Linked DNA regions of Sus scrofa: regions 2, 3, 4 and 5 are each linked to region 1. Evidence: chromatin contacts called from public Hi-C and promoter capture Hi-C data. All regions are on one chromosome and are shown on one strand. The core of a region is the stretch at or near the end of the contact, and the rest is flanking DNA. Distances in the headings are between cores, read along the strand shown.

Evidence for each region. Promoter capture Hi-C pulls out the DNA fragments that hold promoters and counts their contacts. Hi-C and Micro-C count contacts between places; a contact is called where the count stands out from the background.
Region 2: a contact with region 1 is called in a Hi-C map of liver, with 4 times the contacts expected there. The contact joins the promoter of CENPU here to the promoter of ING2 in region 1. A contact is called at or near these places in 1 of 5 promoter capture datasets (liver) and 2 of 47 Hi-C or Micro-C datasets (heart right ventricle and liver).
Region 3: a contact with region 1 is called in a promoter capture Hi-C map of liver, with 3 times the contacts expected there. The contact joins the promoter of PRIMPOL here to the promoter of ING2 in region 1. A contact is called at or near these places in 2 of 5 promoter capture datasets (fetal liver and liver) and 1 of 47 Hi-C or Micro-C datasets (skeletal muscle).
Region 4: a Hi-C map of liver shows a contact between it and region 1, with 6 times the contacts expected there. The contact joins the promoter of IRF2 here to the promoter of ING2 in region 1. A contact is called at or near these places in 4 of 47 Hi-C or Micro-C datasets (epiblast stem cells, heart right ventricle, liver and 1 more) and 1 of 2 datasets of contacts at active chromatin or transcription factors (alveolar macrophages).
Region 5: a promoter capture Hi-C map of liver shows a contact between it and region 1, with 4 times the contacts expected there. The contact joins the promoter of LOC106506214 here to the promoter of ING2 in region 1. A contact is called at or near these places in 2 of 5 promoter capture datasets (fetal liver and liver) and 3 of 47 Hi-C or Micro-C datasets (heart right ventricle, retroperitoneal adipose tissue and skeletal muscle).

The regions. Positions count from the first base shown.
Region 1 is chr15:44,916,315-44,918,884 of Sscrofa11.1, forward strand. ING2 (inhibitor of growth protein 2) reads left to right here and starts at 1,281. Exons shown (of 2, transcript XM_003133342.5): 1 at 1,281-2,381. The coding sequence starts at 2,210. LOC100621235 (a long non-coding RNA gene) reads right to left here and starts at 1,252. Exons shown (of 5, transcript XR_001301384.2): 1 at 1,167-1,252.
Region 2 is chr15:45,850,172-45,852,741 of Sscrofa11.1, forward strand. It overlaps CENPU (centromere protein U), which reads right to left and starts at 1,290. Exons shown (of 12, transcript XM_013984043.2): 1 at 915-1,290. The coding sequence starts at 946. PRIMPOL (DNA-directed primase/polymerase protein) reads left to right here. Exons shown (of 15, transcript XM_021076332.1): 15 at 775-881. The coding sequence ends at 794.
Region 3 is chr15:45,762,984-45,765,553 of Sscrofa11.1, forward strand. PRIMPOL (DNA-directed primase/polymerase protein) reads left to right here and starts at 1,278. Exons shown (of 15, transcript XM_021076332.1): 1 at 1,278-1,408; 2 at 2,280-2,339.
Region 4 is chr15:45,691,950-45,694,519 of Sscrofa11.1, forward strand. IRF2 (interferon regulatory factor 2) reads right to left here and starts at 1,292. Exons shown (of 12, transcript XM_021075622.1): 1 at 1,199-1,292.
Region 5 is chr15:45,632,870-45,635,439 of Sscrofa11.1, forward strand. It overlaps LOC106506214 (collagen alpha-1(I) chain), which reads right to left and starts at 1,288. Exons shown (of 1, transcript XM_021075624.1): 1 at 1-1,288. The coding sequence starts at 795. The coding sequence ends at 184. The region is part of intron 4 of IRF2 (interferon regulatory factor 2); the gene reads right to left.

The DNA.
Region 1 (2,570 bases), core at 31-2,530:
TCTAATCAGAATCAATAAATAATAAGACATTGTGCATTATTTGGGGCCTTCAAAAAAACCCTAACCGATTTAAATCTATGTGTAAACAAAACTAGTAAGGTTCAGGCAAAAAGTGATAAAATTCAATTTTTCACAGTGACTGTTTTTTGACAAGATCTGGCTGCTTAACCTAAGAGATTTAAAGGAGGACAACAATAAGAAACCTAGATGATTCTCTGAAATACAATACTACACTGCCTGGGTTGAAGTGGTCAAAACCTCAAAGTGTCACAGGAAAATAGCACATGACAATCTTCGAGTCCTGTGTAATATTACTTTGTTCCCAAGACTCAAATTTCCAAGAATGCTTTGTTTCGGCTTTAAAATTTAAAATATCCTGTACCTCAAGGTCTAGATTTCTCTTTGCATGTCAATGGTAACCATACTATTAACAGCTATTTCAAAAGTACTCTAAATAGGTCACCATGCAAGTGCACCACCGCGGCGAACCAAATGGATATAAGGAGAAATCCAAATTTATCACCCACTCACGTTTTCTTTTTAACTCAAATGTGCTACTCACAATAGTGTTTGTTTACTTTGGCACGCCATTAAAATTCTCTTTGTATTAGTTCTCTTTACACCCGTTTCTTCCAAAAACACACGTCATTATACAAACTGAGTCCATCTGAAATTAAAATTAGCTCCTCTGCCTGGCATTTCAGTTTACAAAAGACAGAAATTAAACCCTGTCGACCGATCACCTAGATGAGGACGTGAACCTGATTCCTAATTAGGTTTTTCCTCGCGTCTTCACCACCCCTTGTCCTCGGGCCCCCCAGTGTTTTTCTGTCTTAGAGGAGAAAGATGTTAAGGTGGTGGTGAACCTCAAGCCGCCAGGAAGCCCTAGCCGACGTTTAATGCTTAAACGTTCTGATCCCCCGGGGGGAAACTTTTTTCTTTTTCTTTTTTTAAGGTTACCCGTTGGACAGTTTTCAGGGCAGTCAGCCCACACTAAACTCGATCTCCCAAGAGCGGGAGGGTGGACAAAACCTGCACGGTCGTGGGACGGCGCGGGGGGGCCCCGCGTCTGAGGAAGGGTGGGACCTCGTTGAAGCCAGGAGATTCAAAACACGGATCGACTAAGGGAGAAAGAAACCTCAGGGGGCTGTGGGGGCACCGCCTACCTCCGCGATCAGCCCCGGATGCTCCGGGAGCCTACAGGCCGCGGCGGGAGGAGGACCGAGCCCGAGGGCGGTGCCGAGCGGGCGGGCACACAGCCGCCGCGCATGCTCGGAGCCGCGCCCGCTGCAAGCCGCCGCGTCGACCCGCAAGGCCTCCCTCCAGGGTCGCGGCGGAGAGCCACCGCCCGCTGCTCCTTTTAAGGCTTGCGAGGGGCCGCGCTTGATCCACCTGATGGGGGAAAAGTCGGTAACACCGGGCTGGGGGAGCTGGTCCAAGCTTCCCCCTCCCTGTGGGAAGGACGAAAGGGAGGACTCAGCCGTCAGCCCCCGCAAGTCCCATTCAGACCTTGAGCAAAGAGGTGGACTTGACAGTGCTTCCCCTTTAAGAGGGGGCGGTGCGCAGCCTGCCGTTTGGCTGCCCTTCGCACCCTCCCCCCGCCCCGGGCCGAGAGTTTACAGACCAATCACCCGGGTGGCGGAGGGAAGGCGGGAGAATGCGAACCTTTCGGTAGGGCGGTAGGGGCGGGCCCCCGGCCTTATTAGGAGGGAGGCCTGCGCAGGCGCAGACGCGTCCGCAGCCGGAGGGGCGGGGGCAATCCAGTGAGAGACTCTCCGACAGGCACCGAGGGTGATTGGGAGGAAAGGGGCAGCGAAAGGCTTGTCATGGGGTTCCGAGCTGCGAAGCGGCATCGGTAGCATCTGGGGATTTTGAGGGGGACAGGAAGTGTCAACGCCCGGGACCCCGGCGCCAGCTCCGCTGGGGGGATCCCCGCTGCTCTAGTCCTGGGGAGGGAGGGGAAAAAGGAGGGAGCCCAGATCTCGCCCCGCCCCTGGGCTTGTTACCGCGGGGGCGGGGAGTGAGGGCTTCTTTTTGGGGGGAGTGGAGATCGGGGGACTCGGCTGTGCCCTCCTGAGCGGCTGCGGGTGTCCCCGCGGCGCCGGGCTGCGGAGCAGAGGAGCCGCGGCGGCCGTGGCTGTTGCATGAGTGGCTGCTGGATGCGGAGGCGGCGGCGGCGGCGGCGGCGAGGAGCAGCAGCGGCGGCAGGATGTTAGGGCAGCAGCAGCAGCAACTCTACTCGTCGGCCGCACTCCTGACCGGGGAGCGGAGCCGGCTTCTCACCTGCTACGTGCAGGACTACCTCGAGTGTGTGGAGTCGCTGCCCCACGACATGCAGAGGAACGTGTCCGTGCTGCGAGAGTTGGACAACAAATATCAAGGTAGGGGCCGCGGGACTGCCTGTGCGGGTCCTCCCCCAACTCATCCGCTGGCCGCCGGGCACGGTCCCTCGGAGCCTGCCTGGGGAAGTGCCGCTTTCCATTTCTCCTGTGACAGTCTCCCCGAGTGTACAGAGGGGTCTGGTGTGTGGGACGGGAGAACGGGACTGGAGACGGGGTTCGCGGCCCTCC
Region 2 (2,570 bases), core at 40-2,539, 930 kb after region 1:
AAGTTTAACTCTTGTCACCTGATGTTTCAAGGCTCCAATATTTTTTCCCAGTCCTCCTCCCCACTGTGGGCGTCTTAGGTTCTTCCCCACTGGCCACTGGAATCTAGTCTCAGTTTACTCCACCTCCCTGCTTTGTCTTGCCCCAGCCTTTCCCCTATGCTGTCGGCTTGCCTCTACCATCACCCCACATCTACAAATGCACCTTCTCCGGGAAGCCTTCCCACGGTCCAGGTGGAACTCCTTTGCAGACTAATCAAAGCAAGCCAAGGCCCCTCCAGCCAGGACCAGACACCACCAGCAAGATACTTGCCAACAAATCCAGAGGGAATAACATTTTAGAGAGCAGTTTTGCAATCTATTTTAAATTGCATGCCCTTTTTGATTAAAAACAAAAAACCTTGCCCCATCCTGGCTGGAGTGCTCCTTTAAGAACCACAAGCAGCCGGCCGGAGATGTAGTTCAACTTTATGGTCTGTGGTTTGTGTTATAAAAACAAGCAAGGTCTTGAAAATAAGAATACTGACTACCAGCCAGAGTGTAAAAGCCACTAGAATGTGATGTCTGGCAAGTGGTAGAGTGGTACGCCCTCATAAGTTATTTGTTGGACAGTTCGTTTTAAAATGTTTTGTCTACTTTAGACTACACTCACCCAAAATGATGCTAACACTAGCCAGCGTTCTCGCCTGCCCGTCAGGCACCGTTATAAACTGTAACTCCTCTAAGCTTCCCCGTAATTCCTAGAAAATTGTGACTATTATTACTCCCCTTTTACAGACCTGGAAACTTATCGCTAGGACAAACAGCACAGTGCCAGAACCAGGCAGCACCAACAGCTCCGAGAGGCCCAAGATCCGCGGAAGAGAAAGAAGATAAAGTGGGCCCCAACCTGCGTCGCGAGGGTCCTCAATACCTACCCTGAGCGCGTTACTCGTCCCGGCTGGGCCATCACGGCCCACAGCTCCCTGCGCCCGCGCAGCTCCTGAAGCTCCCGCCAAACCCCGCGCTGCTCCCAGCGGCCAATCGGGGCCGAGCACGCGGGCACGCCTCCCGCCCCGCGCCCGGTCTTACACACAGGCGGGCTAGGGCTCTTCCCCGTCCTAGAGCGCTAGAAAAAACCCGGTCTGGTACTGCGCTAGAGCGGATTTGGAGTCCAGGCTTTAAAACCAGTTGCTGACAGTGCATGATACGCCAAACATTTGTCGGGTTTTTCCTCTCACCCACGTGCCTCGCCCTTTTTCCTAAGTTCCAAAGAGTCAGAGCCGCCAGGGCCCGCCCTTGGGGGCGGGAGGGGGAGGAGCCAGAGCCGGAACTGGAGAGGGCGCCCGCCTGTGAGGGGCGGATCCAAACCCAGGGTGGGACCGCTGGGTGCTTAAGCGCCTGCGCAGCTATCTAGAGTAAAGATTTGGAAATAAGGTTTGATTTTTAGTCTGCCAACGCCTGTAATCAGTTGTGTCATCTTGGCTTATTATTTTATTTCTACCCCAGTTTTTTCACTCATAAGTGGGGAGGGCCTTTTCTGGAGCTAATATTCTCTGATTCTTTACTTTCTCTCTAAAAAATGCATTATCCTGCAAAAGATGATTTTGGACCCCTATCACCCCCCCAAAAAAAATAACTCACTCAAAATGGATCAAAGACCTAACTATAAGGGCTAAAACTATAAAACTCTTAGAAGAAAATATAGGGCAAAAGCTTTATGACATTGGATCTAGCAATGATATCTTGAATCAAGACATCAAAAAGCACAGTTTAGGATGATGAAAGAGTTCTAGAAGTGGCTAATGGTGGATGGTTGCATAGCCATGTGAATATTCTTAAGTAGTGCCACTAAATGGTACAGTTGAAAGTGGCTAAAATGCTAAACTATATGTTACGTATATATCACCACAATAAAAATTATTAGAGTTCATGCACATAATATAGCATATACAAAGATAAAATGGAGCACACAGATGGTCACCACTGGATAGGAAATTAATATTTATCATTCCTGGAGTTCCTGTCGTGGCTCAGTGGAAATGAATCTGACTAGTATCCATGAGGACAAAGGTTTGCTCCCTGGCCTCATTCAGTGGGTTAGGAATCTGGCATTGCCAGTGAGCTTTGGTGTAGGTGGCGACATAGCTTGGATCTGGCATTGCTGTGGCTGTGGCATCGGCTAGTGGCTATAACTCTGATTGGACCCCTAGCCTGGGAACCGCCATATGCCATGCGTGCAGCCCTAAATAGACTATACACACACACACACACACACACACACACACACACACACACACATATATATTTACTTAATTACATAATTACAAAGTAATACATATATATATATTTATTTATCATTTCTTCCAAGGATAACCACACTTCCAATGTTGCGTTTCTCATTCCCATGTTTTTCTACCTTGCTATATTCCTAAAATGTTATTTATTGTATATTTTTAAACTTTATACAAATAATATTTGGATGTATTGTGCAAGTGCTCTTACTCAAAGATATAAATTTTAGGTTTATTCACAGTGATGCATGTAGCTCTCATGCATTCATTTTTGTAATGCATTAAGTAAATATATCACAT
Region 3 (2,570 bases), core at 28-2,527, 850 kb after region 1:
GAGACCAAACCCTCACCCAGTAATGGGAGGATCAGCCCCAAGGGCCAGAGCTTGACCAGCTCGCCTCCTGCCCTCAGGTCATCTTTTCTCCGAGCCCATCCTCTTCAACTTCTTTCCGATTCAAATTTCAGTCTCAGATCCCCGCTGCCTCCCGCAACCCGGGTCCGAGTTCCTACCACCCGGCCTCAGCGCCCCCGCCTGGCCTCCCGCACTTCTCCCCGGATTCAGCGACCGGGTCAAGCCTCCCGCTATCAAGCTTCGGCGTGCTGACCCAGTTCTACCGACTTCCTCTTTTTCCACCAGGCTTCTGGATCTTCGTTCATCCACCAATCCCCTGGGCTCGTTGACTCCGACTGGGTCTCCGCTCCCCAGCCTCCCGTTGCCGGTTCCACATCCCGGTGTGGTCTCCCGCCACCCGTGCGGCCCAGCCTATCTTCAGTCCAGCCTCCCATCCCCAAAGCTCGGCATTCGCAGCCGGGTCTCCGCTCCCCGGCCTGGGCTCCCATCTCCGGGCTGGGTCTCTGGATCTGCGGGATTCAGCTCGTCCCCGCCCCCGTCGTCGTGGCAAAACAAAGGACCTACCGCCCGAACCCTGCCCGTCTCCCTGGAGAAGCTGCAGGCTCGCGCAGGTCCCCGGGGCGGGCGTTAGGTTTGGAGGGGTGGAGGGATCCGGCCCAGGGCCACCGCACAGAGGAAAGAATCTTGGAAGGCATCACTCACCGTCCAGCACGCACACCACAGTCACCTTCTCTCTCCCCGCCAACTCTGCTTCCGCCGCCGCAAAACTTGGAGTTGAGCTCCGCAGCAGACCCCGCCTCCAATGGCTCCGCCCCTCCGCTCCGCAAGCTCCACTCAAAGCCGACACGTTAGTCAGGCCCCAGCTCGCCCCGCCTCCCACCCCCTCAACCCCCGAGAACCCGCTCCCCCGGAGAACATCGTCCCTTCGGAAAACAGCTCCCGGATTCCCGGCTCTCCGCGTTAGCCTTTCCCCGCCTCCAGGAATGCAGCTCCCTTAAAGTCCTTGCCAGGTCGGAGAATTTCGTCCTCTCACAGGCCCCGCCCCGCACGAGAGCACCGCCCTCTCAAGGCCACGCCCCACACGAGAATACCGCCCCTTCGCAGGCTCTTCCGGCGAGAGAACGTTGCTCGGCGGGGAACACTAACCCTTCACCGTCTGGCGAACTCCTGCCTTCTCAGCTGTCCGCGCCCGCCTTTCCCGGCCGCCGAGAACGCTGCTGACAAGTCCCCGCCCCGCCCAAGAACACCGTCCCGTCGCGCTCCCTGCTCCCCGCCTCGGTCCCGCCCCCGCTCCAGGTTTGAAGATTCGGTCCCGCCACAGTCCGCTGGTCGCAGGTTCCGCCAGCCGCTGAGGACCCGCGGGTTTCCGCCCCAGCGTAGGTTTCTGGAGGTAACGGAGGGGCCCTGAAGGCCGCACAGGACCCCAGAGGCAAAGAGAAGGGAGCCCCGGGCGGGCGCTCCTGGAGGAAGGGAAGCCGGCCGCAGCCTTAGGTCACCCCCATCCCTGTACCTAAATCAAGAGCTCTAATCGCCCTCCGTTTGAACCCCCAGCCTATTTGGGGTCACGAACTCTTTTCAGACCCGGTATCATTTTCGCACAAGGATATACCAATGCAATTGAGCAGGCTATTCTTCGCCAATTTCAAGGGGTTCATGACATCCTGACGAGTCCGGGCCCCGGTGAAGGACTAGTCCACTCCCCACACTTTGTTCATTTGGATATCAATCAGGGGCGATGTTTTGTGCACAAATACACTTCGTTCTGTGTACGGCTTGTGTTCGTGGAGTGCTCATCTGTGCTCTTACCTTTTCTTACTCTTTCAACAAGCCCTGGAGGTAGGAATTACAATTCCCACCTGGGCTTTAAAAGGCTAATTAGTTTGCTCTAATTCAGTTACACGAGTTAAAACTCACCTCCCAAGAATGAAACCTAGGCCTTTATCCCTCCCATATTGAGAGAGGACCGTGTTTGACCTTTTTCTGCTGCAGTAAAATAGGAAGAGTAGGACACATTCCCAATCTCAACAGTGATTAGCATGCAGTTATTCATAAGGAAGGCAGTACTGTACCATTTTTTTTAGCTAGTGCTGTTATGTAATAGTGAAGCCCAGACCCCTTTCTTACTAAAATGAAACTTCTGTTGCAGCAGCAGCAGCAGTTTTCTGTTGTTATGTAAATTACACTTAAGAGAAACTTTAATTATAGCAAAACAGTTGGCTGAAGGCAATGTCTTCTGACTTAGTCTGATGATTTCTTTTTAGCAGAGGTGTCAGAGGTGGCAGAACTTGAACTGAGCCTCGAAGGGGAAGACTTTGGCAAAGGTGAGTGGGGTGTTGCAGATGAGGGAGGGAAACCATACTTTAGGGCTCTTGGAGTGAGCCAGGTGCAGGCAATGGTCATTATTCATTTGGTGAGAAGGCTGAACAACAAGAAATCAAATAGGTAGCTGGTTTACGGCCAGATCCTGGAGATTTTGGACTTGCTGAGGTAAACTCTACTGTGCATTAATTATGTGATGCTCTGCATCATTAAGGCATGTCCTTGAGGAAATG
Region 4 (2,570 bases), core at 42-2,541, 780 kb after region 1:
CCTCAATCTTAGCGACAAGATAGAGATACTGCAAACTGACCCGTATGTCTCCTCCAGATTTTCAGACTCTTCCCAGATTCACTGGCCTTACTCTTCAGCCTTGACCCCATGGTCACTAATTTCAACTTTTCTTTTAACTGACATTCCTAGTTCCCCTGGCCTTTCATTACATTTGCCAAATTACCACCATTACTAATATACTTTGGAGTGTTATGGAGTTTAAGAACTATATTCACAACAATGAATATAGTTTAAAATAATAATTTTAATTGTCTTCACAAAAACTGTCATGTGGGGAGGAAAGGTTATTTCACAGATGAGAAAACAGGGATTCAGAGGTAAACTAACCTGTATGAAATTACAGAGTTAATAAATAGCAAAGCTGGGTCTCAACCAACCATCCATCTTTCTTCTCAACAAGAACACATTTCTTGAACAAGCGACTTGTGGTCAACTGTAATTGTTCACCTCCCACCTTCATTCACTCCTCAACTTGCCATTTCCCTCTGACAGTCCCTCACTCCTGTACTGGTAAGTTTCTACTTTCACTGGGGGAGGGGGGGGAGGGACTGCGGTTTCCCATGTATTACATTTATTTAAGTGTGTCATACTACATTTATAATTACATATATTAAGGGTGTCAGTCAAGCAGTGCGTTTTATTTGCCCTTAAATACAGGTATTCGTCCAAGGTTGTCTTCAGCGCACATTAACAATTATGAGCTGAAAGATCATAAAAATAGAGATCCCAGGCCCAATTGAAACCAAGTGCAAAACGCTAACTAGCTTGCAAGAAGCGCGCCCGGATTTCCAGGTTAAAACATCTGCCTTGCAGACTCCTAAAACAATATTCCAACTCCCCGAGAAATGCCTGCGAAGATATAAAGAGAAAAAAAAAAAAATCCGCTACTCCAACAAAATCCAGAACTGTCAGCCTCTTTTACGCGCAGGGAGGGATGGGGGACACCTCCCAAGACGAGCTTACTGCAACCAGACAAGCGCAAGCCGCGACCACCTGTGTAAGGCCTGCATGAAAGACCCCTCTTCCCGGTCAGAAAAGCCAAGCCCGTGCACTCCAGAAATCGAGGCAGCTGCACACCAGAAATCTCTGCAGCAGACTTGCTGCTTTTTTGTGACAGAAAAAGAAAAAAATAAGTGACTCCAAACCGCTTCCCAAGCAGCCAACAAACCCCTCCCACCTTTAACTTTTCTTGGACTCGCAGAGCCACTGTTATTCCGGAAACGCCCCGGCAGGAAGTAGAGCCGTGAATGCGGCAGCACGAAGCATCCTGGGAGTTGTGGTCCACGCTCAGAATGCGCAGGCGCAGAGGTGGCCGCCCAAGAGCAGAGCCCGACGGGAATGGTAGTTTCTCCTGCGTTAACCTAGCGTAAGGGTGTCCAAAGGTCAGACAGATGCAATTTCGCGAGTTCTCATTTCAGACAGCAGGGGTGCCCTCACTGAGGGCCTGTAGGTCTGGGAGACTTGGTTTGGGAAATGTGCCTGTCGTCTGACGTTCGACAGTAGATCTGAGATGGATTGAGATAGCCCTCAAGTGGACTGAGTGGAGCGAAGCACAAGCCGTAAGATCTGCAAACTGGACTGTGGACTGTGCGGGAACACTGTAGAATTAAGGAGAGAAGCCGTCTCAAAGACTCAGAGAAAGAACGGACTTCAGTGTTATTTACCTCATGAATCAGAAGAACATTTTGGAGAAGGATACCGAAAAAAATTACATATATGACATGCAGGCCAATGAAAGTATGGCACAGTCTGAAAGAATATGCAGCAAAATATTAAGGTTCATTTTTTTTTTAATAAGGGATTTTTTTTTTTTTTTACACTTTTATGTATTTTCTGAATTGTCTACAAGGGCTAAGTATTCCTTTTTGGTATAAAATACTGCAAATATGAAGTAAAATATATAGAGTAATTTTTTTTTTGTCTTTTCTAGGGCCACTCCCGCAGCATATGGAGGTTCCCAGGCTAGGGGTCTAATTGGAGCTGTAACCGCCGGCCTACACCACAGCCACAGCAACGCGGGATCCAAGCCACGCCTGCGACCTACACCACAGCTCAGGGCAGCGCTGGATCATTAACCCACTGAGCAAGGCCAGGGATTAAACCTGCAACCTCATGGTTCTTGGTGAGATTCGTTAACCACTGCGCCACGACGGGAACTCCATATAGAGTAATTTTTAAAGGCCCTGGAATCTACCACAAAGCTTTGTCTTATTTACTTCCTCCCTCCCTCCCTCTATTCCTTCCCTTCTTTTCTCCTATGCTCCCTCTTTCTTTCCTTCTTTCTAAAAAAAAAAAAAAAATTACTAAGAAAAAAACAATAGAGAGATGTCCCTTATTTAGTCCTTTCTCTGCTGTGTGGAAATACACACACACTCTGAAGGGTTTTTATTTTATTTTATTTTATTTATGTATGTATGTATTTTTTTGTCTTTTGTCTTCTTGAGGCCGCATCCCCGCATATGGAGGTTCCCAGGCTAGGGGTCGAATCAGAGCTGTAGCCCATGGCCTACACCACTGCCACAGCAGCTGGGGATCTGAGCCGGGTCTGC
Region 5 (2,570 bases), core at 38-2,537, 720 kb after region 1:
AAAACTACTAAACGCCAAGCCGCAAGTATGGGGCAACCTCGACTGCCAGTCCCAGGGGTCACGTTCACAGCCGATGACCAGGGGTCCTGCCTACACCGACTGACTCGGGCACCTCGTCCGGCGCTGGGAAGACCGTTTCTGAGCCCGGCTCTGGCTGCCAGCCTCCTGCCCTCTTCTTCCCCTCTAAAGGGGCAAGGGGGTGAGGGCGGCCAACGCAGCCACACGTGCGGCCCAAACCCAGACGCCAGTGCGTCCTCGGAAGGGGATGAGTTGCATCCTGAAGCCCCTGGAACTTGGAAAGGCTGCCCGAGCCCTCTCGGGGCCGGGTCCCAGGCCGTAGCCCCGCGAGCGGGCGGGCGCCACGATCGGCCACAGCGGGCATCGCTTGGTGGGCGAGCCCGGCCCGCGAGGCGGAAAGGAAGTGGCGGCCGCGGCTTTGCACCAACCACGTTTGGCCGGCGGGCGAATGCCACTCGGCGCCCCGAGCGGGATCGGAGGGCGCGGGGCGGGCACACGCGTCCCCACCCCGCCGCCGCCCGCGCCCCGGGACCCCCAGGGGAGCCGGCACCCGGGCTTGCCAGCAGGGCGCCGCTCGGTCCCCGGAGGCTCCCCGCCCCCACCTCGCCCGCTCCGTAGCCGAGGCGGGTCAGGCCCAGCGCGCGAGGCCGGCCCGGGGGCGCCCGCGGGGACCCGGAGGCGCCCGGCGCTAGGCCGCGGCCGGGGCCGCTGACCCCTGGGCGCGGCGCCCTCCCAGGACGCGCCGCCCGAGCCCCCGGCGCGCCGGGACAAGTGCATCGACAAGGCCCCAGGGCCAGCCCGGGCGCTGGCCGGCGGGAAGGAGGACGCGGCGTCCCTCCCGGGCGGTGGCGGCAGCGGCCCAGCCCCCAGGAAGCCGGGCGCGCCGGCCAGGCCCGGCGCCCAGCCGGGTTCCGAGCCCGCCCGCCGGCCCCGGCCGCTGGCACCCGACGCCCGCGACCCTTCCCCGAGTCCGGCAGGCGGGCGAGCCCTGGGACCGCCGCCGGGCTCCGCATCAAGTTTCCTTTGGCCGCGGCGGGAGGTGCCTCTCCCGGCCAGACGCGGGGCGCAGGCTGCGGGCGGTCGGCGGGTTCCTGTCTATTTATGCCAGAAGCTGCCGGGAGAGAGCCACTGCCGCCGGGCACCGAGAAGGACCCGCTTCTCTCCTTAGGATCTGGTGGCTACGGCGTCTGTAAACATACACACGCACCCACATGCACCCGATAATTTTGTTTTAAAAGGAGGCCCGACTCCAACAGTCCTGCACCCCCCCCAACACCTGGGGTGCAGAATCACACAGAGCAGGTCTGTGTCCATGGAGCCACCTCTCCGCATCTGCAAATCCAAAAGTGAAATTAAACCTCCACTAACCTCCTCCTCCTCCTCCTCCCTCTTTACCTCCTCCTCCTCCTTGCAGCCTCAGCAGCCCCAGTAGCAGCAGCAACAGCAGCAGAAACCTGCTTTCCCTAAAATCAGATGATCCATAATAGCGCCGACTGTTCCTCCAAAAATCAGTATTAATATTTATGAACCTCAGCATTTTCCGTCTGCCAAACATCGTGTCAAACCATCAGGACGCGCGCACACACAGATCCCCTCCAGTCCTCATAAACATGCCCTCGAGAAAAACACACACGCACAGTCACAACTATTATTTGAAAAATGTTACCTCTCAGTGTGCTTTTTCACGCTACCAATACAATTCCGCAAGGCTTAAGTGTTGCTAGGGTGTGTGAAATGGAAATGAAAGCCCGTCAGTTGAATAATCGCAGGAGCAAAACTAAAAGTTACTCCCCGGCTTGCCTGAGAACAGTCCAGATCGAAAGCAAAACAAGGAGAGGAAACTGCGAAGCGCTGAGGCTGGAAATCCCCCCACCCCCCGCCCTCCTGCCAGCCTCGCTCCCTCCCTCCCTCCCTCCCTCGCTCCCCCCTCCTCCCTCCTCCCTCCTCCCTCCGCCCTTCCTCCCCAGTGTTTGTTTCAAGCTTGTGCAACCGGGAGGTGGAGGCGGAGGGAGGGCTCGAGCAGCCCGGCCGGGAGGTGCGGAAGTTCGCCGCCGCCGTTCATTGGCCGGCCGCACGGCTTTCATCATTTCTCGGAAAAGTCAATTTCATTTTCACTTCCCCACGACGCGGCAGCAGGAGCAACAAGCGGCTGCTCGCGAGTCTGTTGCTCGCACCTCCCGGCGCTCACACTCCCGCGCTCACACTCGAGCGGGGACCCGGGGGGTTACGGGCCGCGAGCTTGGGTTCCGGCCAGAAGCTGTTAACGGTAGGAGGGAAAGGCAGGTACCTACCTACCTGACTCTCCATCCTAAACGTAACCTGAGGGTGGGAAGGAAGGAGGAGGAGGACGTGCCGGGGAAGCAAAGCTCTTGCCATCCAGTTGGTGGGGCAGGTGTAAGAGACATCTAGAGCCTGTTTTCTGAGTGAATAAAAACTCACTTTGTAACACTTCCCACTTCAAGGAACAAAAGGAGCAATTAACCGACAAGATAGCATTACTTAGATATTAGTGCAATGACTGGGCCAAGGGGCCAAGTGTCGCGACGTCCTGC